Regions from separate parts of the Mus musculus genome. Here all the other regions are linked to region 1. Evidence: chromatin contacts called from public HiCAR-type and HiChIP or PLAC-seq data. All regions are on one chromosome and are shown on one strand. The core of a region is the stretch at or near the end of the contact, and the rest is flanking DNA. Distances in the headings are between cores, read along the strand shown.

What was found. HiCAR-type assays count read pairs that join an accessible place to other places. HiChIP or PLAC-seq counts read pairs in DNA pulled down with a chosen protein or histone mark.
Region 2: a FOXA1 HiChIP or PLAC-seq map of pancreatic cancer cells shows a contact between it and region 1. The contact joins two enhancer-like sites.
Region 3: a contact with region 1 is called in a HiCAR-type map of fibro-adipogenic progenitors, with 6 times the contacts expected there. The contact joins two enhancer-like sites. A contact is called at or near these places in 34 of 484 Hi-C or Micro-C datasets (the 63-12 cell line, the AML12 cell line, the BV-2 cell line and 21 more) and 3 of 115 datasets of contacts at active chromatin or transcription factors (bone marrow-derived dendritic cells, embryonic stem cells and fibro-adipogenic progenitors).

The regions. Positions count from the first base shown.
Region 1 is chr1:152,495,850-152,500,501 of GRCm38.p6, forward strand. Colgalt2 (collagen beta(1-O)galactosyltransferase 2) reads left to right here. Exons shown (of 12, transcript NM_177756.4): 7 at 1-29; 8 at 4,056-4,162. Among named protein-coding and RNA genes, the nearest start is that of Gm51749, 42 kb to the right of the region's middle. Within about 2 kb of position 1,987, at least 72 of the 459 cell types and tissues checked have an H3K27ac peak or open chromatin away from gene starts, as enhancers often do. A contact at or near this core is called in fibro-adipogenic progenitors and pancreatic cancer cells, where this site is marked.
Region 2 is chr1:151,684,855-151,689,506 of GRCm38.p6, forward strand. All of the region lies in intron 5 of Niban1 (niban apoptosis regulator 1), which reads left to right. Among named protein-coding and RNA genes, the nearest start is that of Gm41969, 50 kb to the right of the region's middle. Within about 2 kb of position 2,092, at least 160 of the 459 cell types and tissues checked have an H3K27ac peak or open chromatin away from gene starts, as enhancers often do. A contact at or near this core is called in pancreatic cancer cells, where this site is marked.
Region 3 is chr1:151,822,961-151,827,612 of GRCm38.p6, forward strand. No RefSeq gene overlaps it. Among named protein-coding and RNA genes, the nearest start is that of Edem3, 70 kb to the left of the region's middle. Within about 2 kb of position 2,386, at least 12 of the 459 cell types and tissues checked have an H3K27ac peak or open chromatin away from gene starts, as enhancers often do. A contact at or near this core is called in fibro-adipogenic progenitors, where this site is marked.

The sequences.
Region 1 (4,652 bases), core at 737-3,236:
AGTATCCAGACAAGATGGGATTTGATGAGGTAGGAAAGTCTCTCTCTCTCTCTCTCTCTCTCTCTCTCTCTCTCTCTCTCTCCCCTCTCTCTCATCTCTCTCTGTTTCTCTCTATTTCTGTCTCTATCCCTCTGTCTCTCTGTGTGTACTCTTGCCCTTATGTGTGCATGTGTGTGCTTATATGCACATGTGTACAGAGACTTCTGTGTTAATGTTGGAACAGAAGGTGGAACATCTGTCTGAGAGCAAGCAGGCAAGCTTGGCAACTGGAAAGACCCTGAGGACTTGGGTTGGTTGTCATTCTGTTTTCTGGTCTTTACAAAGGAGAATCATAAAAAATGAACCAGAAAGAATTATTTGGCAAGGAATATAAATTTGCTATATATTTTACCAAACTTCTTATTGAGGTTCAAGGGTAAGGTAAGGAGAATATATGTTTTGGGCTCTGGAGGACATCAACTTTATTCTGCTAGAGCTGAGTGGATGGAAACTATTCTAGAATATTCTATGTTTTGTTTAATTTCTGCTTTTCTTCCATGGAAAAAAGGTTGGAGGGCAGAGTTGAAAGGACTAATGAAGAGAAAAGCATGTTCTAAAATTTTGTCTTTTGGCAGGCAAGAACTTTAGCGTAGTTTTCCTAGGGCCATATCTACTGTACAGTTGTAAGTATATAAATAACAAAGCAGAGGTGGGCTTTTAGCTCAGTGGTAGAGCATCTTCTTAGGATAAGTGGAGCCCTGGGGTCAATTCCTAGCACCACAACGAAAAGGGGAGAAGAGGGAGAGGGTGAGAGGGAGAGAGGGAAGGGGGAGGGCCAGAGGGGAAGGAAGAGGGAGGGAGAGGGAGAGGGAGGTGTACAGTAAAGAGAGGAAGGAAGGGAAAGAGGGATGGAGGAAGGCAGAAGGGAATGGAGGAGGCAGAAGGAGGAGGGAGACAGGAAGAGAGGGAGGGAGGGAAGGAAGAAAGGAGAGAGTTAAGGAAAGAGGAGAGAAGAGTGGAAGGAAGGAAAGAAAGAAAGAGAATAATATAAAGAAGTGGTTTTCTTGGTAGAGTGTAAAACAGATGGTTGCCAGGGCCAGAACTGTGAGTCTGTTCCACGAGCCCTTCATGGCCCCTTATGTGGTTGCTAGTGCTGAGGAGTTTTGTGGTCTAGAGCTGTGACCTGCCAGGAGTCCACACACTGGGACAGAATTCTTCCAGGGCTTCTGGATTTAAGCCAAGCATTGTGCTTTGAGCTCAGTATGCTTTTTGGAAGAAAACGCCTTATCACATTGGAACATTAACATCTGTGTCTCCAAATCATGTTCATCCCAAGGAGCTAATGGACCTAGGAGTTGGGGATCTCTGCTACAAAACTGACTTGAAGCTAGACTTCCAAATGCAGGAAATGGGTAGTTCATAAATACCAAGTAGAGATTATGCCATTTTCACAGAAGGCAGAAAAAGGAGAGATGAATTTAAATGTAGCACAAAGTATAAATAGACCCTATTGAGTCTATTCCTATTTACTAAAAATAGAAAATAGTTTTCAAAACTGACCGGTGCTACAAGGGTGGGCTCACCAATGGTGGGTCCTTGCTGCGGGGCGGGGCCTGCCACACAGCTTCCTCTTGCCGAGCACAGTTCTCCTTCCCGGAGACTGTGGCCTCTCTTCATTTTCTAGGAAAGGGGGCCCATGTGTTTTTCAGTGTCTTCCTTTTTCCTCCTGGCATCACATTCTGTGAGGATCAGATCACAGTAAATGAAACAAAGACAGACCGGACCGGCTTGCTCCGCCTCGGGCAGGACCGTGGTGTTAGTGCCCTAGAAAGTGAGGCAGCCCAGGACTTTGCTTTCCACAGCCCAGGATAATCATCTCTCTGTCTGCAGCAGACATGGGCTGTGGAAAAGAGGTGTCAGAGGTCTTTTCCGCCCTCCAATCCTGTGACCTGGTTGCTAGCGTCTGGCTGTATTAGGCACTCGGTTCTTTGCTCTGTTTACTAAGTATGAGCAAGCCGTCTGTGTTTTCCCTTCATGGCTACTGGGTTTATTGCCCTTGTCCTGGCAGGGCCCAGGGCGGGACTATTATTTACTGAAAGCTTCCTCGACTGGAGGCCTCTGGTTTGCAGGGGACTTTTTGGATGCTTCTCTGTTTGTTTTGTTTTGTTTTGCTTTGTCTCCTTGGGTGACCTCAGATGGCTCTGTGGATGCGAGAAGGATATGCCGTTTCCTTCCTATGTCTGTAAAACCAGGCAATGGAACATAATCCTTGACAGTTAGGATTCTAAAGACAGAGAAAATGAAAAAAGACGGCACATGCTTTAAGCTACATAGTCCCAAATATATGTCACACAGAAATTATGGTGGATTTTTTTTGTTTTATTAATAACTATCCAGTTAAGTAAGAGGGTATCAAATCATACTGAGTGCCTGCCCTGCCCAGCATCTCCGGAGATGATGCACAGAACATTCTGTTGCTCCCAGGACTCTATATGTGAACAGAGATGAGACTCTCTTACAGGGGAGAGTTGAAAGCTTAGTATAACTTCTGATGCTGCTAAAGCATATATTTAAAATTATACTCAGAGTAACTATTGAGCCAAAGCTCAGTGCAATATAGTCTGGACCTCAGCCTGATTGCATGATAAGATTTCTGCACAGGTCTCATAACATGAAGCCAACTTTACTATAAGCCACTATGCACAGATTTTCATAGGTACAGGGCTTGAGGGGTGGGTTTGCTCAAACCCCTCCTTTTCCAAACAGCAGAGCTAACTACACAGAGAAAATAAATACTGTCCCCAGAGTCACCTCGACAGTCAGGAGGCAACGAGTGTCCTCTGCCCTGTTCCTGTAGGTTTCTCCCTCACTGGGATGTAGATTCCTGATGGCTGTTAACATCTCCCAATAGTTTAATATTCAAAATCAGCTCATCAGTGCTTGCAGCCAGAGGCCTTTATTCAAAAGCTAACTTATGCACTGGTAAGACAGTCTGGTGGCTGAAAGCACTTGCTGTCAAGCTAGAAGATTGTCAATTGTCCTCTGACCTTCTCGACACTCACAGCAATGCAGTTACACTATACACACTAAATAAATAAATGAATAAATAAATACATACATACATACATACATACATAAAACGCTAATTTCCCTACAGCAGTCTTCATGAGGCTTTAGTTGCCTTATGATGTCTATATGTTAGTACTGCTATCATCTAGGCATTTCAGGCCAGGGTAAAGGGTACAGGCAGACTTGGCCCTCGCTCAGAAAGCCCGAATGCACATCCATCTGTATTCACAAGCCAGCAGGTGCCCTCTGTTGAGCACTCAAAAAAAAAATCTCATACCGAAATCATGTTTTATGCTACTCTCTCCTCGGTCAAGGGTAACAACCAGGGAACTGGGCCCTTTTCTTCAATGCCTTTATCCTTTTAGATTTAGGGGTTGAAGAATTCTGGCAAAAAAAAAAAAAAAGCTTGTGAGACGGAGATCTTGACATTCATTCTGAACACATGAAGACTCGGATCTTTCTTAGTTTTTGAAAGCTGTAAAGCTTACCTAGTGGGTGTGAATTGTGACGATACCAAGCATAGTACTTGTGCAGTAGAGCCACAGTGGTCCCCATTCCAGGATGAGGAGACTGAGACATGGAAGCAACAGGCCTTAGGCAAACAGCAAGCGGCAGTATTAAACCTGAAGTACGTGGATGCATTTAGTCATTTGGCTTGATTAAGCCATTTAGCAAAACACAGCTCCCCTTCTGAGCTGTGTATGTGCATTTTAATTCACCTTTGGCCTTTGGGGTGATCATTTTTTGAACTTTATTTGCTCAAGACAATAGAGAACGTGACCATCGGTGACTATCAGGTTAGGCCATTGCTGATGGTTATATCTAGAAAGCAGCTTAGTTCTGATAAATAGGTCCTCGCCCGTGAACCCAATAAGGAAGACAAAGCCATAGCTTTCTTCCCATCCCTTACCCCTCTGGTCCTCACATCCGTTTTGCTAAGCTTTTCAACCAACCCAAAATAACTCCCAGCCACTCGTGTTTCTTTGCCCTTTTGTATCCTGCATTAGATTTTCATGATCAACCTCAAACGCAGGAAGGACAGGCGGGACAGGATGCTGCGCACACTCTACGAACAGGAGATCGAGGTCAAGATTGTCGAGGCCGTGGATGGGAAGTGAGTCACTCCTCTGCCCGCCCCCTTGCAGGTGTGGTTGGAGCCTTGTCCGACTAAGAAGGAGTCCTGGAGGGAGGGACCTCTGAGGTTCTGACCACGGAGGGGACCTGATCCTCCAGTCTCTGGCCACCCTCAGAGCTGTGGTGGTTTCTCATGTAATAGAGGGAATGTGTTTGAAACCATGTTCAGGTCTGCAGAAAACAAACAAACAGATAACAGATAAAGGTCTATATGTCCTGTGGTGTGAGACATCTAGATTCCTCCTGGTCTGACCACAGGGGCCATTTTCCCTGGAGATGTGACAGTAAAATCACACATACCTAGAACTGACTATAACCCAGGCTAGCCTTGAACTTGTAATTCTCCTGCCTCGGCCTCCAGAGTGCTGGGATTTACAGGTATGTCTCTAAGCCTTTGGTCTATGTTGAGCTAAGTGTTTGGGATTCCCCTCTCATTTTCAAATAGGTCATCTGGCTTCCCCTGTACCACT
Region 2 (4,652 bases), core at 842-3,341, 810 kb before region 1:
TGGCCCTGGGGATAGAGTGTTGAATGAATAGCTACAATGTGTCTCCCACATGCCTGCTAAAATGCTTACAGTTTCCCAGGGTTTGTCTGTGCTCTGGACTTGATGAACGTTTTGCCAGCGAATTGGATAGGCACAAAGAAGGCAAATCTAGCAGTTTTCCTGGCTCTTGGGTGAAAGAGGGTATGGGGCAGAATTCCAGTTTTGAAATGGTGTGTCAGGTGGGGCTGGTCTCAGCGAGTTGCCACTTAATAGGGATAAGCTTTAAAAGCTGGCCTGATCTCAAAAGTAGAAGTGCAAGTCAGGGGACGCTTAGGTTGGCAAGCATCTCATATGAGAAGAAGTTTATGGATTTGATTGGATTAAAAGAAATGTGTGAGTCACCCGGATGCTGTGGCCACATTAAAGAAGAAACCAGAAAGGGGCAGAGAGTATCACGTGTTTTGTGGTGGGTGCTAGGACGAAGAGTGTGATACCTTAGAGCCCATCAGGGGGGGAGAAAAGAAGGGTAAAAGTAGAAAGATCCAAAGGTAAACAAGTTGTTTAAAGAGGAGTTGAGGGAAAGTTAGTCCACTCTGTGGGTACCTGGGAATCAGCCCAGCTATGGAAGAGGAGTAATGAGAACTAATTTACTCTCAGAGACAAAGTGGATGGTGTGTGTATGTGTGTGTGTGTGTGTGTAAACATAGTGGCTCAAAAGAAGTGGTAAACATTTAAATTTTCAAATAATTAGAGTAGTTCTGGAATGGAAAAGAACCATTTCATTAAATTCTGAACTTTCTGTCACTAGATCTATTTGAGCCAAGGCTGGCCTTCTGAAGGTTCTCAACACTGAAAACCTCACGGTCAGTGAGCATTGAGATCACTCCTGATTCTCATAGTCTATGGTTTAAATAGCCGTGAATGCCAAGGCCACGCAGGACACACCCCTTGGCTCTGACTCTGGCCAGCTGTGTGACCTTCAGCTAAGACATGAACTCCCCCCCCCCCATTTTCTCCATCTGGCTTTAACAGATGCCTCAGTTGCTCCCCTGCACACCCGGCCCCCTGTGGAGTCTTTAAGTTAGACCATGTGGGAAAAGGAAATTCTGGCCCGCTTGCTACCTGCCCTAAGTCTTCCTGCAGAGGGAAAGCTTTGCGGAAGAGCAGGAAGTTCCCGAAGGCCACCGAACTAAAAACCCTCAGATTGCTTATTGGCAGGAGAGAGGGTAGTTAAGAAGGTACAGTGTGTTCCCCTGAGACCTCCTCACAGGATGCTGATGAAGTAACGGGTAATCTGCTTTCTCTCAAGCACCTGTAATGAGTTCAGCTCTGCCTCTGCAAACAACCGAGGAGGAACAATGGAGGTCGGATTACCTCAGCACAGCACTCCTCTGTCTTTGGCAGACTTCATTCTGTTTGCTTACTGAGCTGGCGATGGTCTTCTGAGTTTTGCTCCTCATCACCAGAGCAGACACTCACAGAGAAACTTACCCTGTGGCACATCTCTTCTCCAAGTTTTTTCTTTGTTTGTTTTTTTTTTTCTCCATAAATCAATTTGTTTAATTAGCTTATAAGCTGAAAAAAAATCTAATAACAGATTGGCAAATTAGATCTGTCTCCCACTATCCAAGAGGGGAATTTAAGATTTCATTTGTCCTAATGGTGAGAGCTCTCTGTCTCCGGATTCCATTGCTGACTGACTGTGACTTCTTCTGTGGGCGCCTAGTTCCTTATCCCTTTCTTCTCTGCCTGAGGCGAGGCTCTTCATTCCTGCACCATCGCATGCTCACTTCCTGACACCCCTTCTTTGACTTTTGTCAAGCTAATATCATTGTCTCCAAATTCTATTTTCTTCCCCCCTCCCACCCCATATCTTTAGTGCTACACTTGTCCATGCACAGGCCAGCTTGTTTGGACATAGACATAGCCGGCTGTGGACAGGATATAAACTCTCTCCTCCAGTTTCTGAGGTCAGCTGAACTGCTCATAAAGCACCAAGGAACTGAAACCCTCGCTCCTTGGCTGGCAGCTCTGGCCATACCCACCCCATCCGCATCCACAGTCACATTTTTTCCCCTCTCTGTTTCCGTAGATTGGAAATGAAAACAGCTGTTAAAAATAAGAGTGCATGAGTCATCTGGAATCTCCACGTGGTAATTACAGTTTCCATCTCGCCCTGTCCAGTCCTTCCCAGTGTGCCGAGCCCCGTATCACAGTCCCACTGTGGGGAGAACACACTGTGGGGAAAGCAAAAATTTTAAGGACCACCTTAATTTTCGTTTTCTAATCCTCTGAGGTTAAACACTGAGTGGGTTGCCAAGCCAAGAAAAATAACACGAAAGAAGATACTTCAATTAGAAAACTCGATTTGTGGGACGGGCCATTTTCCCAGTTTTTTCCATTTTGAGCAAGTCTCTGTGTCGATGTTGATGAGAGGCCAGTTCTTCTGTAATGTGGAAGGTGTCCTAGGATTGCTTCCTGGTACTCTCACTATGGAGAGTGTTTAGCTCTTGTAGACGCTATGCCCGAAACTGAGTTTTCTCTTTTAAGCGCCTGCTGCTTTATAATCTAGAAAACCTCAAAGGAGGTAATCCATAACCTGCTAGCTGATCGTCACCTGCCAAGGCCGACTGATTCTCTTAAGTTACGCCCAGTCAGCCATTTAACGTTGACTGAGTAATTCTGATGGTCTAAAGCTATGATGCCGCCTCTCCCTGCAGTGACCCTGCTGCCTACATTCTAATAGAGCCCCCACACACAGATTATAAATTATCTGTAGATTATAGTTATCTGTAGATTATAGTTTCTAGCAAGAGAGCTGTGTGCCCTATTGCAGTGGAGGCTTGCTGTTTACCCCTTCATTTTCCCTTTCTAGGTATGGATTTCTTGACAATTTGATTAGGTGTGTGTGTGTGTGTGTGTGTGTGTGTGTGTGTGTTTACTGGGCATGAAACTTACCAAACTTAAGACCAATGCATGCTAAGTGCACACTCTACCACAGTGAGCTCTACTCCCGAAAGTGCCTGGTTAGATTTTTTTTAAATTACATTTATTTGCCGATTTATTGGATGTATATGTGTGAATGTGTATGTGCCATGGCATAGGTCAGAGGACAGCGTGCAGGAGTTGGTTCTTTCTTTCAACTGTGCAAGTCCCAGGAATTGAACTCAGGCCGTCAAGGTTACCAGTGAACACCTTTATTAGTGTTCTCCACTGCGGCTCGAGACCCGCTCTGCAAACCTCTGTCTCCAAAAATAACTACCTTACAGTTCATAACAGTGGCAAAATCACAGTTATGAAGTAGCAACAAAAATAAATTTAAGGTTGGGGGGGTCGCACACCATGAGGGACTGCATTAAAGGGTCGCAGCATTAGGAAGGTTGAGAAACACCGCTTTCTAAACCATCTTGCGGGTCCAAGATTATTTTTGAGTTCATTTTCCACATCGAAACCTCTATCATTCTGTTATCATTTCCTTCTCTGAGAGCTAGCTTTAGCTGGAGCGATGGCTCATCCACTGAGGAGGCTGGGGCAGGATTGTGAGTTCTAGGCCAGCCTGCACTAGGTAGTCAGGATGCTGGGCTACAGGAGGAGTCCCTCGGCAAACCTGAAGCTAAAGAAAGAAGGCCACAAGCTAGTTTTACGAAGGAAGACACATAATGTTCTGGGGGTTTTGTGTTTTGTTTTGTTTTGGTTTTGGTTTTGGTTTTGCGGGGTAGGAGGGGTTCGAGACAGGATCTCTCTGTGTAACAGCCCTGGCTGTCCTAGAACTTGCTTTGTAGGTCAGGCTGGCCTGGAACTCACAGAGATCTGCCTGCCTCTACCTCCTTAGTGCTGGGATTAAAGGTGTGTGCCACTACCACCTGGCAGGAAGACGCACAATGTGGCTTTCAGAATTCCAGGCAGGTTCCTCAGCCCCAGCTGCCGTCTCCAAACCTTAAATCCCACCACTATACAGACAGTCACTCCTTTCTGGTGATGTGTTATTTCTCAGATGCAGGAACAAACTCATCAAGGTGGGATGCAGAGTCAGACACCTACCCAGTTCTCAGCGGGACCCTCCACTCACTAGCTGTGTGACCATAGGCAGTTAATTCTGCTTTCTCTACCTTGTCAGACTCATCTGTCAGATGAGGTGATAACGATACTTCCCTCTGGAATTTCTGTCAGTTCTCAATGAAATGGGTGATGTCCTTAAATAAACGGCATCTTGCTATGTGCCAGCTATTGCCATTTTCATACGCATGAATTAGCAGACTATGTAGACACTAGCTACTTTTGACAGAGAGGGCTGACATCAGCTCACAAAGAAACTGGACTTTAGTTTGGGCTCAGCTGCATCACAACAGATGACTCATAGGAGAGGTTTCTTATTGGTGGCATGCAGTCCTTGGATGCCCAGGGACAGAGTTTGAGGCGAGGCAGGGAGGGAGAAACAGGGAGGTGTAGGGGGAGAGAGGGGGAAGTAATGACGGTCCCCACCACTTCCTTCAGTAAGTGATGGGATTCTTGGAGGGAGAGTAAGCATTGTGGTAGACACTTACAAATGAGCTCCTACCAGACTGCCTGCTTACTGTCCTGTGTTCTCGTGCCTTATGATAGAGAATTGGCCCGTCATACTTGAAGAACCACAGAAGAATGCAAAATAACATGTCTTTATGAAGTGCCCCTTT
Region 3 (4,652 bases), core at 1,136-3,635, 670 kb before region 1:
CATCTGAGACTGAAGAATATGAGTGATAGTGTCTGTTCTGGGGTTGTCTGGGCAATTAGTCCAGCCTCACTATGCCCCACCCTTCCAGGACAATGAAAGTATCACTGTTAGACTGTGAGGCGAGCAAAAGGAAACTTCAGAGGCCCATCTACTTAGAGGCTGAGTTCTTTAAAGGTTAATGGAGAAGAGTACCTACCTACCTGCTATTAAAGCATGGGTACTTACTTATTAGAACTAACTTGTTAGCCATGAGCTTGTGTTGGGCTAATTAAATACTGTCTGCTCTCTTCAAAGGGAATGCCATTGATGGACCTCTGGAAGACTCTTGATCTATAAAAGAATGCTAGCCCAGGTTAAGGTTCTTTTAGAAATCCTGTGGTGCTCTTTAGGGCCACATACCACTAACTTTGTCTTAACAGCAGCAGGTGATGTCAGGGTTTATAATAGCATGTGACTTCTCAGAGTCAAAGCTTCCTCACATGGTTGATCAAAGAACCAATGAATAAATAGACCAGCATTAGAGAACCTTCAGTCTGGAGGCTAGCTGCTTCCACGGCCGTCATTCTGACATCTCCAGCAGCCTTCCTCCACTTTGCCCACTCTCTTTCCAGCTTCTGCTGTAGACTAGTCAAAGCTTCCCGCTACAAATGGGTCCAGACAGCTGCTGCAACTGGAAATTCTAGGTCATGCAGCCACTCTCCTGCCCTACCGTAGAACTATTAAACTGAATCAATTCTAGCCTGTCTTCTTGTTAGCAGCCACAGGGACAGACAGTTTTCAAATCCCTCTTAACCCGTTTGCTTGTTCTCTCTCTCTCTCTCTCTCTCTCTGTGTGTGTGTGTGTGTGTGTGTGTGTCTCTCTCTTCTTTTCTTCCTCTTTTTTTTTCGAGACAGGGTTTCTCTGAATAGCCCTAGCTGTCCTGGAACTCACTCTGTAGACCAGGCTGGCCTCGAACTCAGAAATCCGCCTGCCTCTGCCTCTCAAGTGCTGGGATTAAAGGCATGCGCCGCCACTGCCAGCTTAACTCGCTTTCAAAAGGACCGTTTGCCTAGAAATCTGGGGAAAGGTTTTCCGAGTCTGGGGCAGGTCTAGGAGGGCAAAAGTCCAGGCTACTCCACACACCCACACCTTGGTGGCCAGAATAGCCTTGAGGGAGGAAGGGATTTCAACAGAGGGAGGATTTCAACTGTGGGAGCTTCTGGGCGGGGCGGGGTGGGTGTGGTGTGGTGGGGCTCCTCTGTGCCCCACTCTAATGCGTGACTGCCCCTTCCTACTGCCTGGCCGACCTAGTGTGCCATTTGATTCTTCCAACCTCAAGTCACTGTGATTCCCCGAGATCATGATGTCACGAGCTAGATTTGCCTGTGACTTCCCATTCAGCATCTGTGACAAGCTGAGCACCTTGGTCACTCTTCCAGCCGTCCTGGAGAGAACATTACAGACCTTCCATTACTGATGTCTTTGCTTTTTGAGCATGCCTTTAAACATGCCCAGTAGTGTACATCCTAATCTAGCCGAGCATCCACCCAGAAGTGCTTTTTCCAGATGACTATGCCTAGCCTTTGTGAAATAAATTCCCTGTCTGTCCTTTGTCCTTGGAGACTTGCTGTTTGGGGTGCTGCAGACTTCATTCTCATGCCTTCAGGCAATAGAGATCCACTCTTGTATGTCTTGGCTGTGACTTTTTGGCTTTCACTGATCAAGACACACTTTCCTCGTGTTATTTTACGGCATAACCAAAGCCATTTCTTTATTGAAGTGATGTGAACTCAGTCTGTCACCTTTGTTCACCGACTTGGAGAGCACCAGGACCACCACATGTCCCAGAATCAGCGTCACTCCTGGGCTGCCTTCCCATGTCACCCAATACACAAACATGCTTCCTTCTGTCGAACTCAACGGGCAAAGCCTTAGATATTAAGTCCCACCTGCACACTGATTGTACACATATCCATGAATAGCTTTGGGAGCTGGATGAAATTAAGTCCCACTGCTGACCAGCCTCACTTAAAATCCTGGCTGAACATCTCGGGTGAGACTTAGCACTGTCTCGGATTCTAGCCACATTTCTCTGATCGATGTTTGCAACTTGGCATGAGCTTCATCCTTTCTTTCCAAATCTCCCACACTCATCATCAAGCAAAACAGATGCAAATGAGGATACAGTATTCACCGGCCTAGAACTATTCGAGCTTGTTAACATAGACTTCTCCCTGAAGGAATCCAAGGACTCTTTCTACCGTCATACTAGAGAACTGGAGCCTCAAGTGAACCAGATGTACTGACAAATGGGAAAACAAATCAGACTATTAGACTCCATTTGAGCCTGAGAGTGAAGGAACTCTGGCCCACTGCCTAAAATCCCTTTCTGCACGCACCAAGAGCATCGGCCTCCATCCCTGAGTCATGGGAACAGAGATGTTGGATGATGAGTTACAGTGCGACACCGAGCTCATCCAATGAAACCAGGAAGCTCTTTGTCTTATTTTCCTTGTTTTTCTGCTGCTGGTGAAAGTGCAAGCGGCCCCGAAGAGAGGGAGAGACAGAAATGGAGAAAGAGTTTTTGTAGGTAACAACACACAACCAAGTCTGTTTGTTTCTTTTTTAACTCCATCATCTGCTCCAAGAACCTAAAAAAAAAGATAACTAACAAGAAACCTACACAGTTTCTTCCAAATACTCAGGTCAATGTTTGTAACAGCAGGATATGTCAAGGCAGAACGATGGGGACAATGCACATTCGGAGTATGGACTGTCTAAGGGGAATGTTTTCCAGTGCTGAGTAGTGCAACTATTAATGTTGCCTTTATTAATGTTGCCCTTGCTGTTCTCCAGACGCCGAGCTAGGCTCTAGGGATCCTAGAGTGACACTCAAGGCCATTTCAGATCTGTTTTTATAGAGACTTTACTGTCAAATCCAGAAGGCACCGAGCAAGAAATACCAAAGCCATGAGGCTTTTGAAAACAGACAATCTAGATACTATGGGGGTCTATGACACAGGATTCAGCCCTGTGGGGAAGCTGTGTTGTGGCAAATGCTAAGGTTTCTGAGATGCCTTTATCTCCAAAGATTAGGACGGTGGGTCTTTCTAAAGGAAAGGCTAAAAGGTTTTGATATATAATAAGGATTTTGAATTTTGTTCTAAGGGTAATGAGAAAACATTGAAGGGTTTTAAATAAATCAGTGGCTTGCTGAAATATGGCTAAATAATGAGAAATCTAGAATTACCTCTCATATATGAATGTAGCTGTAGGGTTATGGGTGCCACGTCTGCTCCGCCACAGGGCTCGGCTACTTGGGGAGGCAGGATGCAGGGAGTTTGGCCACGCTTAGCCCATGCTGTCACCAGCCAGGAAGTGCAATCTGAGGTGTGGGACCGCTGGACCTGGCTTGGGGCTCCCCAGGCCTGTGACCGAGGCCTGAGCCATCTGGTTCTCAGCCTCTTGGACACCCAGGCACTGCTGGGAGCCGTGGAAGAGCTGAGGATGGAGTAGGGTCCCAACGACTGCATCTAGCCCAGGCTGGAGGGAAAGGGGGAGCGCCCGCTAGTCCCTCTGGGAGAGACTTGGTTGGACAGACAGCAGGCTTGAACTTGGGCTTGGTGGTGGTCGTGGCTGGGAGCGCAGAGAGGCCTTTTACTGGAGATTAGATGGTGGCTCTATAGGCGAAAGCCTTCTCCATGGCTCTCCACAGCAGATCCCAATGAAAAGAGGCAGTCCATGGCTTTAAGGCATTTAATGTCATGGCAGAAAGTGGATGAGTAAAACCGTCCCCCCACTTCTCAGGGCGGGCCTGAGGTTAAATACCTTTTGCAGAGAGGAGTGTCTGGGAAGGAGAGCTTATTGGCTAAACCTCCAGGCCTTTAGGTAGCTCATTAAAATAGAGATCTGTCTTGAGCCTAAGTGGCCACAGGTCACATCCTCTACATGTGGAGGGGCTTAGGGTGTTGCCCTCATGTGACTGATAGTCACAAATCTATGGGGGCTGTGGCTAGTGATGGGCCTGGTGCCCCGGAACAGGTGAAGCACCTACCTTCCCTTCAGGGTTCCAGGGTTTCAAGCCTCAGTTCAACTGGGAACGAGGCTACTTTTCACAGTCCCACATGTAGCTCAGATAATTAAACACACACACACTCACACACTCACACACACATGCACATATAGGTATAGTCATGACCTTGACTCATAATCAAGAGACATTGAGTACCTCCTGTGTGTTAGGACATCCAAAACTGGAGAGTGTAGCAGTGAACAGAAAGGCAGAAAAGAAGGTACAATCAATCAATCAATCAATCAATCAATCAATAAAGCAAGCAGTTTATGGGAAAGGTATGTTAAGTGCAGGGAGAATGGTGGGAATCAACACAGGCTGGGATTCTATTTTAAATAACAGGTACTAGCACAAGGAAGTATCTGTCCTTATCTCTGCTCTTTCTTTTTGTATGTAGTAGTCTCTATTACGACTGTCCTGCACACACCATTCTTGTGACAACGTGAGGGAGTGTAACACCCAGAGGAGACATGAAGTGAGGGTGGGGTGGATGATGAGGTAGGCGCTGTGGTTCAGTGCTCACTTCAACACAAGCACAGTTACACAGTACCAGTCCATCTAATAGCGGATACAGCTACTAGGTGACTGCCGGGCAGCTAA